Regions from separate parts of the Sus scrofa genome. Here regions 2, 3 and 4 are each linked to region 1. A link is a contact called in public HiChIP or PLAC-seq data. All regions are on one chromosome and are shown on one strand. The core of a region is the stretch at or near the end of the contact, and the rest is flanking DNA. Distances in the headings are between cores, read along the strand shown.

Region 1 (4,320 bases), core at 1,130-3,629:
TGCATGCTTGTGTATGTTACAGCCACCCATGTCTCTGTCTTTTGCCACTGTCACAGGCAGAGTCTGACTTACTCAGAAAGACTGGTCACAAACCTTCTCTTCTTCTGGCCCATCATGCCGGCTGCGGTGGAGGGGCACAGACCTGAGAACCCCTTGTGCCAGCAACACTATTCAGCCCAGAGCAGCAGTAAGAGAGACAAGGCTGTGCATGTGAGTTGGCCGATGGGGCAGCAGGGAAGGAAATACAGATTGGGAAACTGAGGAACAGACCCACCAGTAATATGTCCCGGGCCACCCAGTTTGAGGGTGGTGGAGCTGAGGTTTGAACCCAGGCCTTCTAGCACTGGAAGCCTTTGAGCTCACTCACTATGCCTAATCTCCTTTTGATTCTACCATTCTTCTCATTGGGACTGTGGATGAAAGAGCAGTGTGGACTGACAAGCAAGGAGCGATTCTGGGGTGACCCTTAGGACTTTGCCTGCATGGGAATGCACAGCACTTTGTATGTTTATTTAGGCTGCACTCCCTTTGCTGGCCCACGAGACATTCTTCTCTGAGTGTCTGGAGGGCTCGGGCACTGAGAGAAGGGCGAGAAAAGGAGCAGTCTTGAAAAGAACCCCAGGAATCCTTCCTTCTGGCCACCTGGTGGTATTTCCAACAACTGAGGGTCTTGATATTGGAGAAGGAGAGATAGGACACTGCTGATATTTTCAAATACCAGAAGTGCCGTCAGCCAGAAGAGGCAGTTCTAAATGGGAGAAATAAGTTCTGAGAGTGGAAGTTAAAGGAGTGTAAATAAGGAAAATTAACCCCCCCCCAAATCCAATACTCAATGCCAATAAGTGATAGTCTGTTCCTCCCAGGAGGGCCCTTTCTATCTTATTGGAGATGCTGGAGGAAGAGTCTGAATGGCCTGTCTGGCATCAGGTGGAAGGGCAGACAACATCCTCCAGGGTCTCTGCCAACAGCGAGAGTTGGCAATCTTATCCTTTCCTTCTTCTCTACTTGGATTTAGAGAGAGGAAAAAAAAAAAAGAGGCTTGCCATACAAGTAAAGCTTGCTGCCCTCACTTAAAAATGCCACATTTTCCTTGGGTCTGAAATGGATGTGTCTTTATAAAAATGACATAAAACTTGTTTAAGCTGATCTCTATGGCCTAGTTACCGAAGGAGTGGGCAGGTATGTAAGGATACTTGAAAATGCGAGCAGATCAATGGCTTAACACATCAGAATTATCCGTGAGAGCTCTCCAGATACATAATTTACAGTACACTTTATTTCCTCTTAAAGAAATCAAGAACAAAAATGCCCTGTACTCTTCCTGTTCCTGCACTAGGGCAGAAGCAGTACTAAAATCTGCAGCAAGTTTTTTGGCTCTATTTTCCATCCTACTTGTGACTGGAATCCAGCAGCCTTTTCATGAGCATATACTTCGTTCCTTGTCAATGCTCTTAACACTCTGCCTTACCTGTGTTTTATGTTCATTAGAGCGTCCTCTGAAACCCAAGCTATCTCAGTAGCTTCACTCAAGTCACATGATAATGTTGGATCAAAAAAGGTAAAGGTCAGAGGTGAGTCTCAGAGTTGGAAGCCCAAGGTCAAGCTCTTGTGCCAAAGCCAGTGCTGTTGGCCAAGATGGTTTTATTCCAGGCAAACCAGTTTCGAGCTACTCTGACTGATAGGCTGGGTTTCATTGCTCTCCAGTAACTTCCAAGAGTTAAGGCAAAAGGAAGCTCTCCTGACAGCTGTGATCCCACAAAATATAGCTACTGAAAGGAAGAAACTGGGAGCAGGGGAGTGGGATGGACTAGAAGTTTGGAGTTAATAGATGCAAACTGTTACATTTAGAATGGATAATCAATGAGGTCCTGCTGTGGAGCATAGGGAACTATATCCAGTTTTTTGGGATAGAACATGATGGAAAATAATGTGAGAAGAACAGTGTGTATATATGTATGAGTGGGTCACTTTGCTGTACATCAGAAATTGACCGAACATCATAAATCAACTATAATATTTTTTTTAAAAGAAGCAACTGCTAAAAACAAGACCCTCCAAAGTCACTCTACACAAAGCCCTAAAACTAAAAGTTTCTCCTGATGAAACCTACGGCAACAACCTTCTTTATCTGGGATACACATTATCTTGGGTGTCCAAACAAACCTACACATCAACTGCTAAAAATTATTGTAGTTGATAGTTGGAAAGGACAAATGAAAGACAACAAAGTGTGCTACCTCTGTCAGAGATTTTCCAACTTAAAGCAAAAAGCTCTTCTGACCCACAGACATGAGTCAGCCAACCTTTATACAGAAGACTTTCATGCTCATTCCACAAAACCTCTGACCCCTTTATCCTCCTGCCTGAGAGAAATTTAAAGAGTCATGTGGTTATTAGTATGTCATTAAAAAAAAAAAATCCTTCACACTGCTAGCCACATATAGGTCAAATGTTAGGACCTCTCTATTTAGGAAACTTATAATCTAAAATGGGGGGAAGGAAGTTGAGAATAGCCTTAAGATAATCAGAAATGAAGCCTCTTAGAAACTTAGTATGCTGGTGTTTTATTGTTTTCTGCCAACACTAGCCTGGTCTATCTGTGAGTGAATGGTCCATCTCCCCCCCTCCTTTTTTTTTTTTTTTTTTTTTTTTTTGCTTTTAAGGGCCACACCCATGGCACATGGAGGTTCCCAGGCTAGGGGTCCAATCAGAGCTACAGCTGCTGGCCTACACCAGAGCCACAGCAACACAGGATCCAAGCTGCATCTGTGACCTACACCACAGCTCACGGCAACACCGGATCCTTAACCCACTAAGCAAGGCCAGGGATCAAAGTCGCAACCTCATGGTTCCTAGTTGGATTTGTTTCCACTGTGCCAAATTGGAATTCTAGTGAATGGTCCATTTCTGAAGGTAGTAGGAGTCTTGTAAGAGGCCTGCGGAGAAGCTTTTTTTTTCCCCCCACCTTTAAAAAAAAGTGTGGTTGATTTACACTGTTGTGTCAATTTCTGCTGTACAGCATAGTGAGCCACTCATACATATATATATTTTTTTTCCCATACTATCCTCCATCATGTTCTAACCTAAGATATTGGATATAGTTCCCTGTGCTGTACAGCAGGACCTCATTGCTTATCAATTCTAAATGTAATAGTTTGCATATATCAACCCCAAACTCCCAGTCCATTCTACTCCCTCCTCCTCTCTCCCCCCTGGTAACCATAAGTCTGTTCTATATGAGTCTGTTTCTGTTTTATAGATAGGTTCATTTGTGTCATGTTTTAGATTCTAAATATAAGTGATATTTCTCCAAAGAAGATATATGGGCAGCCAATAGGCACATGAAAATATGCTCAACATTTTATATTCTTGCTCTTACCTCCTTTGTCAAAGATTAATTGACCATAGGTGTTGGGGTTTATTTCTGGGTTCTCTGTTCTGTTCCATTGGTCTGTACGTCTGTTTTGGTACCAGTACCACACTGTGTTGACGAATGTGGCTTTGTAATATTGCTTGAGGTCTGGAAGAGTTATGCCTCCTACTTGGTTTTTGTTTCTCAGGATTGCTTTGGCAATTCTGGGTCTTTTGTGGTTCCATATAAATTTTTGGATTGTTTGCTCTAGTTCTGTGAAAAATGACATGGGTGATTTGATAGGGATTGCATTGAATCTGTAGATTGCTTTGGGTAGTATAGCTATTTTTACAATATTAATTTTTCCAATCCCAAATGTCCATTGACAGACTATTGGATTAGGAAGGTGTGGTTTATATACACAATGGAATACTACTACCGAGCCATAAAAAAGAATGAAATAATGCCATTTGCAACAACGGGATGGAACTAGAGACTCTCATATTGAGTGAAGGAAGTCGGAAGAAGAAAGACAAATACCATATGATATCACTCATGTCTAGTATCTAATATATAGCACAAATGAACCTTTCCACAGAAAAGAAAATCATGGACTTGCAGAATAGACTTGTGGTTGCCAAAGGGGAGGGGGAGGGAGTGGGATGGATTGGGGTTAACAGATGCAAACTGTTGCTTTTGGAATGGATTAACAATGAGATCCTGCTGTGTAGCACTGAGGACTATGTCTAGATACAACAGAGCATGACAATGGGAGAAAAAAGTACGTATACATGTATGTGTAACTGGGTCCCCATGCTGTACAGTGGAAAAAAAATTGTGTTGGGGAAATAACAATAAAAAAAATTAGACTACCTAAGCTAAAAAAAAAAATGCTCAACACCACTAATTAGAGAAATGCAAATTACACTATAATGAGAAACCACCTCACACAGGTCAGAATGGCCATA
Region 2 (4,320 bases), core at 1,012-3,511, 230 kb before region 1:
GGTGGAATCAGAGCTGTAGCCACTGGCCTACACCACAACCACAGCAACGCCAGATCTGAGCCATTTCTTCGACCTACACCACAGCTCACAGCAATGCCAGATCCTTAACCCACCAAGCAAGGCTAGGGATCGAACCTGCGTCCATATGGATGCCAGTCAGATTCATTTCCACTGAGCCATGATGGGAACTCCCATTCTGTTAATCTTCTGATACAAACAGAAGGGTCATGTCACTCCCTTTCTTGTTTTCTCATTCTAGCTCTATCACTTTCCTTTCTCCCCAGCCCATCCCTATACTTTACTATTGAATTCAAAAAATAAAAACTAGGAGTTCCCGTTGTGGCTCAGTGGGTTAAAAAACAGTCTCCTTGAGATAAAGGTTTGATCCCTGGCCTCGCTCAGTGGGTTAAGGATCTGGCTTTGCCACGAGCTGCGGCAAAGGCTGCTGAGATGGATCATATCAGGTATGATGTGGTGTAGGCCTGCAGTTATAGCTCTGATTTGATCCCTAGCCCAGGAACTTCCATATGCTGCAGGTATGACCATTAAAAAATAAATAAATAAAATAAAAACTAATTACTCAGAGTTCCCATCATGGCTCAGCGGTAACAAACCCAACTAGTATCCATGAGGATGCAGATTCAATTCCTGGCCTTACTCAATGGGTTAAGGATCTGGCAGTGCTGTGAGCTGTGGTGTAGGTCGCAGATGCGGCTCAGATCCTGTGTTGCTATGGCTGGTGTAGGCCGGCAGCTATAGCTCCGATTAGACCCCTAGCCCGGGAACTTCCATATGTCATGGATGCCACCCTAAAAAGACAAAAAAATAAAAAAAATAAAAACTAATTCCTCAAAAAAGGAAGGGCATCTCTCTTCTATCATACACTGACATAAACACTGGCAGTAAATGCCATAAAATACTTCTTGGCTCTTCTATCTTCATTTTTCTTAACTCTAACCCCAGCGGTCAAACAGTCACTGTGTGTAATAGGTGCTCAACACTCTTTTAATCCTTACAAGCATGACCCTTTTTTAACAGATAAGGACCATGAGATTTACAACAGTGCCTAAGATCCAGGTCACACTGTTACCAGGACTGCAAGCCAGCATGGAATCAAGGATTATGTGATACAAAGCCAGTGCCCTCTCACATTCCTTGTACAGTGGGGCAGAGGCTTCTTATCTACTTTATAGTTAGCACTAAGGACTTAAAGTTGTTTTCCTCATATAATCTTCAAGTTGAAGATGATACTAATACACGCATTATACTTTATCTAAAGTAGAGATTATTAAAGATGAAGAAAATGATGCACAAAGAAAAGAAGTAATGTGTCTAAGGTCACCCGGATATAGGCAGTCAGGATTTAGCAGTCTAGCTACAGAACATATGCTTTCAGCCATGGTCATACAGCCTTAAAGCAAAAAATGGTACAAGCAAGCAAATAATTGCAAAAGCAGAAAAAAGGCCATGACAGACTTACATACATGAAACAGTAATTTCTTAAAGAAACAAGGAAAGCTCTACAAATAGATGCAGTAGGTAGCTCTTGGAAGCTAAGTATGTGTTTGGAGTTGAGGATAGCATCATTGCACTAAGACAGCAGAACAGCATGTGGAGCTCTCAGGCTATAGGCGACCACAGCAGAAGGGGGTCTTTTCCTCCTCCCAATTAATTTGGAGAAGTCAGAAGAGGCCAGATCATAAGTATCTTTGCTTGCTATGCTAAGAAGTTTAGATTTTATTGCCTGGGCCTGTTTTTTTCCCCCAGCTTTTCAAAATGCATGTCTTATTTTGATAAATAAAAATGTGCTATCCTTCTAATATATTTATAAACAAAAAAGGTTTTTTTTTTGTTTGTTTTTTTTTTTTTTTGGTATGTGAAGATGAAGGAGGGAAGCAGCTGAGGCATTTTCAACAGGAGTATGACATGATCTAATTTTCACATTAGGAAGTCCACTTCTTGGAAACCTGGATGAGATTAAAAGGGCACAAATCTGCTGGCAGAGATGCAGTTCATGCCAAATGTAATAATAAGCTGAAGAACTCAAAGGCAGGCAGACAAGAGTGGAAGGAGGAAATGGATCAAGAGATACATGCAAATGGTAATCTATTAAAATTTAGAGACCAACTGAGTGTAGATAATGAAAGCAAAAGAAAAGTTAAGAATGACTTAATTTTTGCTGGAGTCATGTGTATACTGTGGTATATCAATCATGATATTCATTATAAGAGGAAAAGCAGTTTTTGAAATTGTTTTGGGGTAGGAGTGGTTCAGTTTAGTTTCAGAAATTTTTAGTTTATAATATAGAAGAACATACCTCCAGATAAAAATATCAAATTGGCAATGAAATGGAAATAGTTATAAATAGAAATACGGGAAGTCGCAACAGAAACCGTGGCCAAAAATGAAACTGCTCAGGAAACTATGTAGGGTGAGGAGACGACCAAAAACTTTCCTTTCTAGTCCACAATCAAAAGTAATCTATCCCCTTTGCAAATGAAGCAATCAACAAGGGATTAATCTCCAAAATATACCAATATCTCATACAGCTTTACATTAAAAAATTTTTTTAAATAGGCTCATTTTGCTAGATTGGGCTGTTTAGCGCCTGTTACTGCAAAGGTGACTCACTTCATCCCATTTTTTTGATACTTTTATACTGGGAGGAGATCTTCATATTCTTCTAAGCTCTTTTACCTAAAAACTTAAAGCCTGGACTTTTCCTACAATTTAGCTCTTTGTTTTTGTTTTTTTTCTTTTTTTCTTTTCCCTCTTCAACTCAGCATGAGTGTGGATCCAGCTTGTCCCCAAAGCATCCAATTCTAGGGAATCTTCACCAATGCCTGACGTTTACAGGTCTGTAGAAAATTATGTCTCCTTGCAGATGTCATGTGCTTAAACCCTCAACACAGAAACTGAACAGCCCTGATTCTCCCACATGCCCCAGAATAAAACCACTGCCCATGTCTGAAGAGAAGAGCACAGAAAAGAAAGAAGTAAAGGTTCCAGTCAAGAAGTAGACGGTAAGAACTGTGTTCTCTCAGACCCAGCTCTGTGTCATCAATGACAGTTTTCAGAAGCAGAAATACCTCAGCCTCCAGCATTCGCAAGGACTTTCCAATATCCTGAACCTTAGCTACAAATAGGTTAAGACCTGGTTCCAGAACAAGCTAATGAACTCTAAGAGGTGGCAGAAAAACAACTGTCCAAGGAATAGCAACAGTGTGATTTAGGGCTTAGCCAGTACAGAATCCCCAGGCTTCTATTCCTACCACCAAATATGCCTGGTGAACACTTCTGGAAACCTGCCCATGAAGGGTAACCAGAGTTGGAATAACCCATCATGGAGCAAACAGACCTGGAACAGCCAGTCTTAGAGCAACCAAACCTGGAAGAGCCAGACCTGGTGCCCCCAAGCCTGGAATAACCAAACTTGGAACAACCAGTTCAAAACTGTGTCAAGGAATTCCTGAAGCCCCAGCTCCAGTGCCTGGAGCAAAATTCTCCTGTCAGTGATTTGGAAGCCACCCAAAAACTGCCAGGGAAAATCATAATGTAATACAGCAGACTGCGAAGTACTACAGTACCCAGCAGCAAATTATGGATTTATTCCCAAATTACTCCATGAACATAGAGTCTGAAGATATGTGATAACCATTTTTTTTTTTTAATATTTATTGGATTTGCAATGTTGTGTCAGCTTCTGTTGTGCAGGAAAGTGACCAGTCATGCATACGTACATTCTTTTTCTCATATTCCATCATGGTATATCCCAGGAGACTGAATATAGTTCCCTGTGCTGTAGAGTGGGACCTCGTTGCTTATCCATTCTAAATGTAGTGGTTTGCACCTACTGGCCCCAAACTCCCCATTCATCCCACTCCTTCTCCCTTCCCTCTTGGCAACCAACAGGTCTGTTCTCTACATCTGAGCATTTGTTTCTGTTTTGTAGATAGGTTTATTTTTGTCATATTTTGAATTCCACATATAGGTAATGTCACATGGTATTTGTCTTTCTCTTTCTGAGTTCACTTGGTATGAGAGTCTAGCTGCATCCATGTTGCTGCCAATGGCATTATTTTGTTCTTTATGGCTGAGGAGTATTTCATTGTGTATTGACTCAACCTGGACAGCGACTATATTTTCTAGGATTTTTCTTCTTTTAGGGATATGTTTTTCTGCCTTGATATCCTGCTCTTCCTTATGCCTTCTATTTACAAGTCAAAACATGGAAGCAACCTAAATGTCCATCAACAGAAGAAGATGTAGTACATATTACAATGAAATATTCCTCAGCCACAAAAAGAATGAAATAATGCC
Region 3 (4,320 bases), core at 656-3,155, 170 kb before region 1:
CCTCATCACAACATTTTCCTCTCATGTAACCTTGTGTCTAGCTAAGAGTGTTGCTAACCATCCCGACAGAGGGAGTGGAAGCAACTCTCAAAGATTCTGATTTGTATCTTCCATTTGGAGAGAAGCTTTATTCTCTCCGGATTTGTGGCTTTTCTTTGTCCCATTAAGGACTGAGGCATAGCACACACAAGTGAGTCCAGAGTATTTTAAGTGAAAAAAACAAAAAACAAAAAAACCCTCCAAATCTTACCTTCGCCAACTACACCCTACCTCATCATTGTTTTCATAGAATCCACACATAATTCAGTTCTTTCCGAGCATTGCTTTTTTTCTGAAAACAAACACTGCATATATAATTTGCTTGCAGTGTCATTCTGAAATCTTTAGTGCATGTGGTTCAGACATCCGGTTTGCTTTTCTGTTTAATGAAATGCCAACTTACTTACTGTAAAAAAGTTTACTTCTTTATTCCTCTGGAAAAAAAAAAGTTAAATACAACACACATTTAAGGTGTTCTGGTGTCATACAGAGGCTGCTATTGAAATGCCCCCCCCCTTTTGCTATTTTAGGGCTGCACTCACAGCATATGGAGGTTCCCATGCTGGGGTCGAATTGGAGCTATAGCTGCTGGCCTACACCACAGCCACAGCAACACCAGATCCTTAACCCACTGAGTGAGGCCAGGAATTGAACCCATGTCCTCATGGATGCTAGTCAGGTTTGTTAACCACTGAGCCACGATAGGAACTCTGAAATACTTTCAACACAAAGTCAGGGAATTCCACAATTCTGTTTCCTTGTTGGTTTTATTTTGATATATTTTTGAAAAATATGGTTGTGGTGTTTAATTACTACAGTAAAGTTTAGAAAGACATTTTTTTTCTTCCTTTTTTTTTTTTAGGGCTGTACTTGCAGCATATGGGAATTCCCAGGCTAGTGGTCTAATCAGAGCTGCAGCTGCTGGCCTATGCCATAGCCATAGCAACACCAGCTCTGAGCTGCACCTGTGACCTATGCTGCAGCCTGTGGCAACACCATATCCTTAATCCACCGAGCAATGCCAGGAATTGAACCCACATCCTCAAAGAGACTATGTCAGGTTCTTAGGCCACTGAACCACAATGGGAACTCCTAGAAAGGCATTTTTAATGTCTGAATGATGCAGTTTCTTCATTCTGAAGTTTTAACATTGGCCAGTTCTAAAAGTGAAGAAAACTAACATATGTGGTCAACTGTACTTTTTATGGCTCAGTTTTGTGTTTCAGGTTAAAAACAAACATACCTGCAACTGCTCCTGCAATTCTGGTGTATGTGTATATATATATATATAATATATATATATTTTTTTGGTTAGTTTCGTGTAAGAGCTTCACAACCTGCATGAGATTACTTATGCAGAGTTTCGTTTTGAATGGGAAAGACGACACTTAGTTAAAATTTGTTTTTCTTCTGCTTCTTGGAATTTTTGTATTCAGCCCAAAATGACAACTATCTGCTCCCTTGTGCTTTAGGTTTCCATCAGACTCTACATTTATATTTCTGTCCTTTTTTTCCCCCCTTGGTAATCTTGAAGGGTGTTTTGGAATGTTCTCTACAAAAATTCACTCTACCATGCAGCAAGGATTTGCTTGTTTCTACTAGCAGCCTCTTGTGACATGTTTAGGCCTCAGAGTATAGCCACTATGGTAGATGATATTTGAAATTCTATATATACCTTGTCTTCTGACCCCTTGGAAAATGTGGTCCTTGAGGCAGAGTTGAAACCCACACAAGGCTTTCCAGTGCTAGACGGTTTTAGATTCAACATCGTTTCCTTTGAAGTCGTTAGGAAATCATTTGAGTAACAAGTCTAGTCATCAACATATCCTGATAACCCACGAGGAAGATAAATTACTTCCTGTTAAGACATTTCACCTCCACCCACAGGATTTCACTGCATTACCCAGCTGTCTTCTAAGTAAATGGTGTCTCTGAAAATAGTTACAAGGAATCCAATGTAAAATATACAAGTATTTATCCACGTACAAAGATAATTTTTTAAAAATAAGCAAATACAGTCTTTTCTCCCTTTAACTGTACCAAGTACTGAAACTTTCTATGGCATCTTGATCCTAAAAGAAACTCAGAAAGTAATTTAATCCATCTCCAGCCATCAGGACAGACTAGCGAGGATTATCCTAATCTTTCATAAATGTGGCCAAGGCTGCTTGCAGCCCTTACAGTTTTGCTTTATATGTGGCTTGTTTTTTTCTCTCTCAATTGAATATGTCTGCTTCGGAGTAATGAGTCAATGACTGGTCCCATTTGGAGGGGCAGAAAAGAGAAAATTTTGCCAGGACAATTTTAAGGGGAGCAATAATCATATTTTAATTTGAAAGTTATTCTTAGACCGTACAGTATACAAGTAGACAGTGACAAGTACATTATTTTATGAAATGAATATAAGTGTGGCCCTAAAAATATTTTCTAATGGTTCCAGCCTGGCTGTGGCTCCCTTTCCACCTGCTCAGAAATGGAGCTTTTATGCATTGATTCCAGTTAAGGAGTAACTTGACATTCAATCCATGTCACAATGACCCAGATGGTGTGCATGTTTTACAAATGGAAATATATAGCAAATTTGTTTCTTCTCTGGTCCAATGAGTTGGACAGTATTATGGCTACAACATGACTGTGTATGCTTCTTATCTCATATTGTTTCTTTTTGTTTGCGTGAATCCTTTCATGGCTTTTCGATGTCCAAATGTAATTTAGTACTTGCCGACAGCCGTGCTTTTAAAAAAAGCATATCATTTGTGCTTGTTATTTTCTGTAATTTCATTGCTTGGTCATTCAGAAACTCTTTTATCCCAATATCCTCTTTATTTAGGATATTCAGTTTATTCACTTTGGTAATAATTGCTGTCATAAAAGTAATGTTTTATTTATTTTTTATCCTAAAGGGAATCTATCTAATCTAATTCTCTCATTTCAGGGTTAAAAAACCGAGTCCTGAGAAACTAAATGACTTTTTCAAGGTCAATAGACAACGAGGCAGTGGATAGAGCTGAGACTAGCAGGTAGAACCTTCTGGGTTTTAGTCTAGGGGTTTTTTTTCAAGGGGAAGGATTATTTTTATCACTATATGTGTTTTGTCACATGGATTTCAAAAATCCTACAGATAATTTAAATGAGCAACTAGTTTCTCCACTGAATATTAAGATTATTTCAATAGTTCTTTAATGATTTAAAATTTAGTGCATGTGGGGCTTTCTTCCATATAGAAGTAGGGATGGCATTTTCCAACTCTTTCTTCTAGCAGCCCCTAAACAATGAGCAAAATATTTACATTTACATGAGGATAGTGTTGCACTGTTTACCTTGCTGATAATCAGCCTGGACTTGTACTTGGAACAGCTCTGTTCTCATTTTATTTTCTCCTTCCAGAGAGTGCCAAAAATACAAAGCAACTTCCACCCAGCTCCTTGCCTAAATCTCACTAGAAAGAATTTTAGTAAAACCACTCAAATATATACTATGGAGATATCCAGACTACACTATGTCAGCAAAGTAGGTAGAACACACCCCTCTAAACCATCATTCTCCGATCGTATCTGTTTGCAAAAGTACTCCATTTAGGAAAGACTTTCATCTCTATCAGTATACCATCTAAAAACAAACCAGCACATAAATCCAAAAACAACTAGGGAAAACAGTTGAAGAGTAAAACAATCTAGATAATGTAAATGGGAAGTCACTTCCAGAACTCATTTCATTCTGAACAGAACTCTCTGACCAATTTTGACACTAGTCATGATAACTTGATATTTCTTCCAAAGGGAATCTTTGAGTTAAAGTTCTCAAAAATCAACTATTTTACTCAGGGGTGAGAGCCTCTGTGACTAGTGTATCTGGATTAATTTATACCTAAATTTCCTACATAGTGGGTTTTTTTTTTTTTTTTTTTTTGGTCTTTTTAGGGCTGTACCCAGGCATGTGGAGTTTCCCAGGCTAGGGGTTGAATTGTAGCTGTAGCCTCTGGCCTATGCCAGAGCCACAGCAACGCCAGATCTGAGCTGCATCTGTGACCTATACCACACCTCACAGCAATGCCGGATGCTTAATCCACTGAGAAAGTCCAGGGATCGAACCTGCGTTCTCTTGGAAACTAGTCAGATTCATTTCCACTGAGTGATGACAGGAACTTCTCATAGTGATCATCTTAGAATGCAGAAACAGAACCTTGGTGGATTTAGGTACATTTTTAGGGAGTTTGGGTGGAGGTGGTTTGGGCTAGAACTGTGTCTCCCAAACTTTAGTCATTTGCCAGTCACCTTTATG
Region 4 (4,320 bases), core at 809-3,308, 140 kb before region 1:
CTGGCAGAGGTAATCTCACTCAATTTTCTTTCTTCCTCCAACTCATGGAAATATGTCTAGTAACCACATATTGTATTCCTCTCGAAAGGATTTCTGAGTAATATGTTTTCTTTCTATCTTGTCGTATTTCTTGTGATGTTTTATTAGCCCAGTGATGTTTAATGTGCCTTGAAGATTAGCAGCTTCCTCAGGAGAGCTCTTGTATCCAGTTTATTGGGAGCAAGTGTCTTAGTTCTGAAACAGATGAATGCCCCCCCCCCCACCTCAGGTTATTGAGTTATTATGTTGGAATTACACAGAGAGACAGAAAACCAAAATTCTGCAGTGGACCACCTCAAAATACTGTTTTATTGCTGTTATTGGGACACTTTTGTACCCACAGGTGGATGTGGTTTTGAGCAAACAAAGATGGGTGATGGTGTAAATAGAGTAATCCTCCTCCTCTCCCTAAACATCCTGATCACATGAGTTGACAGCCAAGCAGAAAACAGGTGGTATTCAAACTGGATGAATAAAGAGGGTTCAATGTGTGGGATATATGCAAGGGTGAGGGCAGGGCTGAGGGAAACCAACAGGAAATAGTGAACCTTCCTGTGTTAGCAACAACAGACTGCTATTACCATCCCTATGTCCTCTATGCCTAAGAGGCAAGAAGAGGGGGAGCTTACAGAAATCTGGAGTGGTCCACCTAACAGGAACTGTGGCATTTCATTGAGGAATGCAGTCACTGTCTAACCGTGACCTGGCAGGGTACAAGTACTCTGTCTCTTTCTCCCTCCTGACCTTTTGCAGGTGATGCTCATTGGCCAAACCCAAGAAGTCAGAGAGCCCAGGAGCCAAATAGATAGAGTGCACAGAGGTCAGCTTCTCTGGAGCACAGAGCAAGGTAAAGAATTGATCTGAATCAGGGAGATGCACAAGCTCCAGTACAACTGGTCCTGCAGTTAGTGATAACCATATCTTTTAAATGACTGAATCTGCTCATGTTATGTTAAACAGTGTGTACACTGAATCTAACAATTCTGCATAGTTACTTATACCTGGATCTTAAATGTACAGCATGAATAAAGTCATTATCCTTCTTGTCTATACATATTCAGACGCATTCCTTAAAATTTCTGAATTCATCTTTTAAGAAGGACTATACTTTTTAGTCAAGTTTCTTAAAGGAATTATTACCACATCGAAAACATCATAGTATATTCACTAAAGGCTATAAATAATTTTGGACAACCTATAGCCTGTGAAGTGCCTTGCTGAGAGGCCAAAACTTCTGATATTTTCAGGAAGAACATTTACCCAATAGGTGAGACAGGGATGTTACTGTGGATTAATAATTGTCCATATAATGTGATTAACCAGCATCAGGGAAATGCCTCCCCTTTGGACCCTCATATGGTATATCAACTAATTTGAGATTCCTTTTTATGGATAGTGGTTCCTCTTTTCGTAAACTGCAAATTCCCTGAGAATTAGAACATCATTCACTCATTTAATTCTTCCTTCATTAAGCATTTACTGTTACTATCTGGTAGTACCTTGTTAGACATTGGAGTGAAAACATGAACAAGACAGTCCTTGTCCTTAAGTTGCTCAGAATCTAATGGAGATTGGACAAAGTCATTAATGACTCCAGAATTGGTTGAGAGATGCCATGGTAGAAGTATCACAAGATAGTCTGGAGGAATATCTAACTTTCTTGGAGGAGAGAAGAAGGGGAAGAGGGTGGTGAGGATAAAGAGAGTCTTCACAGCTGAAAGAAGACATGAACTGAAGATAAATGAGAGCACACAAGGTGGATAGAGTAGAGGTGAGTGTAGAAATTAGATTTTGCAAAAGAAAAAAAAGGTCCCTTCATCAGATCACATCCAGAAGATATGGAACTAGATGAGTGCTCTGAGGTCAAATGAAGGACCTTGAATGCCATTTTAAAAGAGTTGGGGAAAGATGAAGCGGGGATGATAACCAAAATCGTCCTTGAGGCAAGTGCAGAGGGTTGAGTGAAGGAGGAAAGACTAGGGAATGAGTCAGTGAAGAGGGCCTTGCAATTGTTTTAGCAAGAGATGAGAAAGTGTTAACTAATGAGGTGGCAGTGAGAGTGGAGAGGATGGATTCTAAAAATATCTTGGAGGTTACTGAACATGACTTTGTAACCCATTTGCAGTGGTGAAGACTAGGAGAGCATATGAATAATTGAGGAAGAAAGATTAGAATCATGCCCAGGTTATTGTCTTGGGTGACTGGGCAGAGGTTGTAGCATCCACTGAGATGAGAAATACAGGAGGAAGAGAATGTCTGCAAAGGAAAAATGATTGAATTTGGTTTTAAACCTCTTGCCATAGAGCCTGGGAGAGAGGTCTGAGGGACTTGTCAGAAGGTGGGTGGTAATGAAAGCAGTGGATCCAGAGGGACTCTCCTCAAGAGACAACTCAAGGAAAACACAGAAGAGACTAAAGATTAATCCTTGAGGAAGCACCTATATTTGAAGACATGTGAAGAAAGAGGAGCACAGAGAGGAGAACCAGAGCTGACTGGGGTCATAGAGAGGAGAATTTTTAAGGGAAAACAATATCAAATACTACAGAGAGAGGGTGTATTAATTAGGATACATTTAGCTGCAAGTAAAGGAATGAGAGTGAATTATGTTATACAAATGACTTATCAAGCAGTCTGAGGTGGGTGGTCTCCGGTCGTTCCATCCTTCTGCTTTGCCACTGTCAGTGTGTTAAAAATGTCTCAAAGTTCTAGGCTGGACACTCAAGCAACTGAGAGCATTCCAAGCAGAAGGCAAGAGTAGTGGAGACAATAAGCCTTTCTCTTCAGGCATCTCATTCTCTTTCAGGAAGAAAATCTTTCCCAGGGGACTCATCAGACCTCTTCTTGTGTCTCATTGACCAAGGCTCCTTCCCACTCCCTGATTAATCATTGACAAAGTGGAACGAGTTGTCATAACTGGTTAGATCAATCATGACTCATCCCTGAGAACTGAGGGATAAAAAATAAAAGTTTCTGTTAGCAAAAAGGATGGGAAAATGATGATTTTCAGTATCTCCTACAGGAATTTAGTAAGAATAGGACCGAGGGGTATCCATTTGTTTCAGAAATGAAAAGCTTATTGTTGGCCTCAGTGAGAGAAGTTTCTGTGGGCGCTGAGATACAGATTAGCACTGGAGCCAGATTACAATGGGTTGGGAAGTGTATGGAAGTAGGCTGGAGACTACTCTTCAACTAAATGTAAAAAAGTTATCAGTCCTGGAGAGAGGACAAGATGGCGGAGGAGTAGGGAGACACGCTCACCCTCTCCTACAAACACAACAAAAAAAGCACATCTACAGAATAAATGACTCGCACAGAACAGCAACCAATCGCTGGCAGAGGAACCTAAACTCCAATAACGGCAAGAAGTTCGTGACATTATTGGGCAGAACGGGAGAAAAGAGGAGAGTGAGAGAAGGTGAATCTGAGCGGGACGGGCACTCCCGAAAGGGAACTGCGGAGGAGAAAGGGTTCCTGCAGCCTGGAAAGTCACCTACCGGTGGAAAGATCAAACAAACCGGAGGAATCTCCAGATGCAGAGAAGAGTGTAGCAGTAAGTTGGAGTACGGAAAAGCCGATCAAGAACCCAACGGACCATCTGAACTATGGGCACAGTCACCAAAAATTGAGATGCCAGGGTGGGGGCTGGGCACCGAGACCTCGGCCCAGGAGGTTAGTCCCGGGGCTGGGGGGCGGGGCAGAGCGGAAACTGCTTGGGAGGTCTAGAAACCATTTGATGGGGCAGAGACTGCCTGGGAGACTAGAAAACAAAGCTGTCGCAGAGGAAGGGACCAATACTCAAGGGGCGGGGAAGTGGAAAGCTGCATCAGAGGGAACCTGGAAGAAGAGCCTGGTCTGCGCCCATGCTGGGGAGGGGAGAGAAGAAGGGGTGGGTCCCCATAGAATACCCCCCACGCCACAGCAAGCTTACAGGCCCGCTAGCTAGCAGAAAGCTGTGCTTCCCAGTGCATTCCCTCCCCCCACCCCCGCCACCCCCTACACTCTCGCCGAACCTGGGGCTGCCTGCCATCCAGGAGGGCTGGCCTCAACAATTGCCTGAAGCCTACCACCGCAGGGGCTGTCCCTGCACAGGCCTGCTTGCCCTTTGGAGGGGCTACACTTCCGCTGAGCAGCACCAAACACCACCAGCCCCCGAGAAAAGGCCTGCAGCCCAGAAAAGCTAGAACAAGCCTAGCCAGGCCGTGAATAGATCGGCCTAATTCTCGGATGGTTTTTCTGAGTCGGGCTGCCCCAGGGAGGAGCCTCTTGGGTGTCCAACGGCCC

Evidence for each region. HiChIP or PLAC-seq counts read pairs in DNA pulled down with a chosen protein or histone mark.
Region 2: an H3K27ac HiChIP or PLAC-seq map of alveolar macrophages shows a contact between it and region 1. The contact joins two enhancer-like sites. A contact is called at or near these places in 2 of 47 Hi-C or Micro-C datasets (embryonic fibroblasts and epiblast stem cells) and 2 of 2 datasets of contacts at active chromatin or transcription factors (alveolar macrophages and skeletal muscle).
Region 3: a contact with region 1 is called in an H3K27ac HiChIP or PLAC-seq map of alveolar macrophages. The contact joins two enhancer-like sites. A contact is called at or near these places in 2 of 2 datasets of contacts at active chromatin or transcription factors (alveolar macrophages and skeletal muscle).
Region 4: a contact with region 1 is called in an H3K27ac HiChIP or PLAC-seq map of alveolar macrophages. The contact joins two enhancer-like sites. A contact is called at or near these places in 2 of 2 datasets of contacts at active chromatin or transcription factors (alveolar macrophages and skeletal muscle).

The regions. Positions count from the first base shown.
Region 1 is chr1:190,426,145-190,430,464 of Sscrofa11.1, reverse strand. All of the region lies in intron 12 of PRKCH (protein kinase C eta type), which reads right to left. Among named protein-coding and RNA genes, the nearest start is that of HIF1A, 200 kb to the left of the region's middle. Within about 2 kb of position 2,379, at least 4 of the 83 cell types and tissues checked have an H3K27ac peak or open chromatin away from gene starts, as enhancers often do. A contact at or near this core is called in alveolar macrophages, where this site is marked.
Region 2 is chr1:190,655,417-190,659,736 of Sscrofa11.1, reverse strand. The region is part of intron 6 of HIF1A (hypoxia inducible factor 1, alpha subunit (basic helix-loop-helix transcription factor)); the gene reads right to left. It also overlaps the pseudogene LOC106507611. Among named protein-coding and RNA genes, the nearest start is that of SNAPC1, 20 kb to the left of the region's middle. Within about 2 kb of position 2,261, at least 12 of the 83 cell types and tissues checked have an H3K27ac peak or open chromatin away from gene starts, as enhancers often do. A contact at or near this core is called in alveolar macrophages, where this site is marked.
Region 3 is chr1:190,592,881-190,597,200 of Sscrofa11.1, reverse strand. No RefSeq gene overlaps it. Among named protein-coding and RNA genes, the nearest start is that of HIF1A, 30 kb to the left of the region's middle. Within about 2 kb of position 1,905, at least 8 of the 83 cell types and tissues checked have an H3K27ac peak or open chromatin away from gene starts, as enhancers often do. A contact at or near this core is called in alveolar macrophages, where this site is marked.
Region 4 is chr1:190,564,674-190,568,993 of Sscrofa11.1, reverse strand. No RefSeq gene overlaps it. Among named protein-coding and RNA genes, the nearest start is that of HIF1A, 59 kb to the left of the region's middle. Within about 2 kb of position 2,058, at least 4 of the 83 cell types and tissues checked have an H3K27ac peak or open chromatin away from gene starts, as enhancers often do. A contact at or near this core is called in alveolar macrophages, where this site is marked.